Linked DNA regions of Gossypium hirsutum: region 1 is linked to region 2. A link is a contact called in public Hi-C data. All regions are on one chromosome and are shown on one strand. Each heading gives the region's core, a stretch centred on a gene start, on an enhancer-like site or on the middle of the called end of the contact. The rest is flanking DNA. Distances are from core to core; before and after follow the strand shown.

Evidence for each region. A called contact is a pair of places that touch in the nucleus more often than the background predicts.
Region 1: a contact with region 2 is called in a Hi-C map of leaf, with 3 times the contacts expected there. The contact joins the promoter of LOC107930517 here to the promoter of LOC107926116 in region 2. A contact is called at or near these places in 9 of 34 Hi-C or Micro-C datasets (callus, hypocotyl, leaf and 1 more).

Annotation. Positions count from the first base shown.
Region 1 is chrA08:4,016,808-4,019,691 of Gossypium_hirsutum_v2.1, reverse strand. LOC107930517 (protein GRAVITROPIC IN THE LIGHT 1) reads right to left here and starts at 1,374. Exons shown (of 1, transcript XM_041075659.1): 1 at 1-1,374. The coding sequence starts at 1,125. The coding sequence ends at 1.
Region 2 is chrA08:3,762,713-3,765,763 of Gossypium_hirsutum_v2.1, reverse strand. LOC107926116 (autophagy-related protein 8f) reads right to left here and starts at 1,343. Exons shown (of 6, transcript XM_016856919.2): 1 at 1,160-1,343; 2 at 974-1,024; 3 at 823-878. The coding sequence starts at 1,010.

The DNA.
Region 1 (2,884 bases), core at 125-2,624, 250 kb before region 2:
CTAATTGCTGAAAATAGATGACTCCATGGTGGGATGAATTAGGTCTTGATACTTCTTCTCACAAAATCTTGAGAATTCACAGCTTTGGTTCTTACTTATTAACTCCATGGGGTTGCTCGATACGTGTTCGAGTAGCTGCTTTAGTGAACAAGTACCCTTATTCCCATTACATAGAGCTTCATTTTCAATCAAACTGAAACCTTCAGAATGAAAACCACAAAACATCCCCAAACATATATAAGATAGAAAAGCAAATCTAGTGTGCCCTTTCTTAGCATAATCAATATCAGGATAAATCGAATTGGCAACCAAATCAAGATCCCACCCAGCTTTTATCATCAAACCAATCAAAATCTTACTGAACTTATGAGTTGCTCTGCAAGCATCATGCAAAACGGAATGAAATACCCTAACAGTTAAAAGAACATCACAAGCTGAATTGAGGTTACCAGATAATTTCTTGGACAACTTGGTGTTACCCCAATGAATCTCAGCTAATTTCTTCCTCAAAACCGAGACTTCATTGTCTTTTTCATCAATTTCTTCTTGCAAGCGGTTCGAAACCGTTTCCAAACTCCTCAACTTGCTTTGATTTTCTTGCACTTGAGCTTCCAAGCAAGACCCGAGAGACGATGCGACTTGGGAACTCGGATTCCTCCGCAATTCCATGTAAAAACGCTTCAAATCAGACAATCTTTGGAGATGAGAAACCAAAGCTCTATCAGCTGCTTTCACGCTTTCCTCCACGAAGGGCACTTGCGAGGTTTGTAACTGAAGGTAGGAAGCTTCAAAGGAAGAAACAGCAGCAAAAACGGAAGAAACCAAGCATTCAGCGATCTGGGTGTCGATGGTTCCACGGTGGGAACCGTTATTCATCGAGGAAGAAGAAGAATTGGGCGGTCGGTCAGGCTTGATGACGACGACTTTTTGGTCGGTGATGAAGTCTTCAGCGGAGTCGAGGAGGGAGAATCCATCGGAGTCTGAAAGGTGGCTGCCGTTGTTGTGATTGTCTTCATCGGCGAAGAACTCGAAAGTTTTGGTCTTGAAAGCCAAAGCGAATTTTTGAAACATTTCAGAGATTTGAGGGGGTTTAATGGGTGTTATTGGAGCTTCATAGCCATTCATTTCTGTAATACAAATGGCAATGAAAAAAATGAAGAAAATACAGGAAAAGGTCTCTTTTTTTAACTTGGTTTTTTCCCTTTGCTTTGGCTATTTCTGCCTCTGGTTTTGTTGATGGAAAGGGGGCAAGTGCTACTTTGCTTTTGGATTTTTGTTCTTTGGATGCCTTCAAAGTAAGGTATGTATTAACTCCAAGCTCTATACTTTCACAATCCTATCGCTACTTCAATTCATCAAGTCACAAGTTTCATCGCTTCAATCCAAACTGTTTTGTTGAATTAAATTAAATAAAATTTTTAAAAAAATAAAAGTAAAAAATTGAAAATTTTCTATTTTAAGGGCCGAGCCTTGCCAACTACGTCACAGAGTACAAACTAGTACCTCAATTCAATTAATTTGATTAATTAATTTTATTCAAATAATATTAATAAAATTAGAAAATCTAATTCAATTAATAAGATATTAATTCATGAAATTTGAAGTTTCACCCTCTAGTGTTTGAACGTGCATCTTTTCCTGTATTTATTGTTTTTTTTAATATCCATTCTAAAATGTTTAAAATTAATTAAAATTTTCACAAAAAATAATTAAATTTTAAAATAAAACAAGAAAATTATCTTTTAAAAAATTAAATCATATGGAAATAAATTAATTAGTTGCTTATTCTAGGGTTCCTTTTTGTTATTTTTTTAATTATGTATTAATTTTTTTTTTTGTTCTTAATGTTGTGTTAGCCCCTAATTTTGCGGACTTTTGGGTAACGGTAATATGTGGCAAGGCTACAATGACAGCCGAGTATATCCTTTTATGTGACAGAACGTTCTGGTTTCTTGATCTGTCCGACTTTTTCCTCGTCTTTACCTTCTCAAATATATTATAATAATTTAGTATTAATTTATATATTAATTATCAAATTTTAGAAGTTAAAATATGTTTTAAGTTTTTATAATTTTAGTATATTTAAATTTAAATTTTTTATATTTTAAAAAATTTAATCTGTCTGTTGTTCAGATTTAAAAATGTAAGTTTAATTATTAATATTATAAATTTTTTTATTAAAATCAAATTTATTACAAAGTCAATTTTTGATTATATAACTATTAACTAAATTTTTTTCAACTTTAAAATATCATACCAACAAATTTAATAAAAAATTTAAAAATATTAATAATTAAACTTAAAATTTAAAATTTAAACAATAAAAAAAATAAATTCATAAAAAGAAAAATACATAAATTAAATTCCAAATTTATTAAAAATTCAGGATATATAACATATTTATCTCATCTTAAATAATATTGACCTTTCTTATTTAGTTTGATGATTAAAGGTGAATTCACCTATAGAATTCACTCAGAGTTTAAATCATTAATAGTAAAGTTATCTTTTATTTGGACAACTCTCTTTATATGTAATGTGTTACATGAACAGGCTCCAAGTGTGAGAGCATGAATATTAATCTTGTAAAAAAAAAAAAAAAACAAAGACTGCAATTTGACCGTAAATCTGAACGGAGAGGCAGCTGTTGCATTACGGCATTACCCCCCAAAAAAAGTCAAGCCTAGTCGTTAGGTCAGGATGAGATCAAATCTAAAATAAACGACAAATTTCAATATAAATATTACGCTCTCTTCTACTACCCCAAGAAGTCAATGCTAAAACTGGACACATTAAATATTTAATTCAACTAACCACCCTCATTAATTTATATGGTTATCAAGTGCTTTCAAAAATAAATAAATAAATAATAGATTAGTACTTA
Region 2 (3,051 bases), core at 94-2,593:
TTTTAAATTATTCAATGCCTCATAATTAGCTGTTCTAATTTAGCCATGCCCTAAATAGCAAAAGTTTTCCTTTTCACCAGCTTAAAACAGGCACAGGTTTTCCCGAAACAAAAAGTTGTTACATGATATCGTTCTATTCATTCAATAATGTCTAGAAAGTAACGACAATCCAACCTATACAAATATTCAACTATTGCTTGAAATCCTCAAGCCAATTCTCACGAACATACATTAAAAACAAAGCAAATGACTGATATTAACGCAACATATATTACTATGCTGCAAGCACAACACAATAAGTATCACATGATGTTAATAGATGCATGCCTTAACAACATGGTCCAATAGCAAACAAAGGGACTGCAATCCTGTCTACACAGTAATGACAGTATTGCCAATTCATCTGTCAAATAATTGCTTAAAATCCTTGAGCCATATCCCAAGAACATACATCAAACAAAGCATATAACTGACATTGACACAATACGTATCATTACCGTTATGCTGCAAGCACAAAATCGTAGGTAGCCAAGGTGCACACACGCCTTAACAACACAGTGGAATATTACACTACAAAGTCAAGGAAATACAAGCCAGACTAGTCCTACCCCTAAAGTTGGTATATGGAAATTGTCATTTGATCTAAAATATGGAACATAAACTGATACCTAACAGAAATTCTCAACAAAATTTAAAAGTTAAAAACATATGGCACTGCATAAACCAAGGAAAAACAAGCGATAGAACAATCAAAATTAATATTTTAACATCAGAAAAAATTTAAAAATAATAAAACAGATATAGTTAATGATTGATTCTTACTGGAATTCTATCTGGGTATTTTACCCTAATTCTTGCAGCCTCAGCGCACCTTTTCTCTAAACATCAAGAAGCCATAAATTAACAAAGCCAACCAAAAATTAGCTAAATCAATAACAAAAACTAATACTAATACACAAATATCAGTAAATACCAAAGTCATGCTCGATCTTGAAGCTACTTTTAGCCATTGTGCTGAGTACCTCTGCACAATAAGCAAATACACAATTTCAACAAATAGACATGAAAAAGAAAAAAGAAATTTTTTCAAAAAACCTAGAACTTAAATTCAAAATCGAGACAACAAAATTTTAAAATCTCAACATACGAACATACGAACCGTTATTCGATTTTGAGGAATCCAAATGCAAAAAATAAAAAATAATAATAATCTTTTTTTCAAATTTTCTTTTCAGCTGAATGAAAAATAAAATCGATAAATCAAGAGACTTAGAAGTAAACAACAAGAACACGAAAACTAAGAGACTGAATTAAAGAGATCCAGACTTGCTAAGCTATTATTGTCTTTAAATATTAAAAATAAATATGAATAAATAAAAGTGAAAAGACGATAATAGGTTTGGGCCTTCTGGCTTCTCCTGCGGTTCGTTTTATGTGATTAGACTCGGGTCGGGCCTTGTGAGTCGGGTCTTCAGCGAGGACTTCAATGATTACGGTTGCAAATGATAAGTTTGAAAAAATTTTAATCGTCCATGTTTATATTTTTTTTTGTTAATTTAGTTTTTATTTTTTTAACAAAATCGAACTCTTGAATTCTCAAAAAATAGTCAAATTCTTTTAATAAAAATGATGACTAAAATATTAAATTATAACATCAGCCACACACATAGCAGTTTATGTACATATCATGCTAACATAACATCATTTGTCAACAAATAATTCAAAAATTATAAAATTAAAAATATAAAAAATTCAAAAAAAACAATATGGAGTACACCTGAATGATCATGTAAGTTGCCGTGTTTAAAATTTTAACATTTTAGTTAGTATTATAAAAAAAGTCATTTTGATTTCTTTTTAAAAGTTTAATTGTTAAATTTAACTTTTTTTAAAAAGGTTAGAATCAAATTTAACTAAAAAAAAGCTAAATTAATAAAATATGAATTAATAACATTTTTTTTTCTTAAATTGAAAAAGCTAACATTTAAATAAGTATTAATTTTGAACGGTAATTATTTTTTAAAAATTGAAATATTTAAATATTTGTATTTAATTTATTACAATCTATCCTTAACTTATAACATCAAATTCAACCAAAGATGATTGCTTGACTTTAGGAATTTGATATATATTTTTGAAAACGATATTTATATTAAAAAAAAGTTATATATATAAACTAGTTCAATGGCGCATCAACTTATGGGTGAAAAAAAATTATATAAATAATAATTATATAAATAATAAATTTATAATAAATTTACTTTAAGATATTAATTGAATGGTTAAATTAAAAGTTTAAATATGTTTAAATTATATTATAGTATTATTTTATTAAAAAGCATAAAAAGATAAAAAAAATATCATTATATTAATATTTGTTACTTCATAATTAAGCATAATGATTATTTAATCCTCCAATTTTATAAAAAAAATTATTTTAGTCATTCATTTAATTTTTTGTCTATTTTAAACTTTGAACGCACGGCTTTTTAGCTGCAAGACTTCTTGCACAATTTATGCTTGTGATTTTTTTTATCAAATCACCTTAAAATGAATGAAAATGTTGACAAATATTAACTTTGCTAACGTAGACATAAACATAGATAGCTACATGAATCCCACATAAGTAATTAATTAATTTTTAATAATTTTAATTTTTTTAAAAAACTATATAATACAGATTTTTTTTATTTTTTAAAAAAATTTAAATAATTTTAATAAATTTCTATTTTTTAGAATTTTTTAAGATTTTTTAAAAATTTAATTAATTGTTAATGTGATATTCACGTGACAATCTACATATATGTTCACATTAGTAAAGTTTAATATAGCTAAAATAAAACCCCATGTGATGGTCTGATGGTCAAGGGTGTTCACTGCCTTAAGTATGGCCTGAATTTAAGTCACACTAGTCGTGTTTGTTATTTAGACTTGCCCTGTTAATGTAATTCATCAAAAAAACTAAAATAATTTTTTTTATAAATTTAAATGACTAAATAAATCATTATCCCTGAATATATTTTAATAATTTTCGATACAATAGTTTAATAT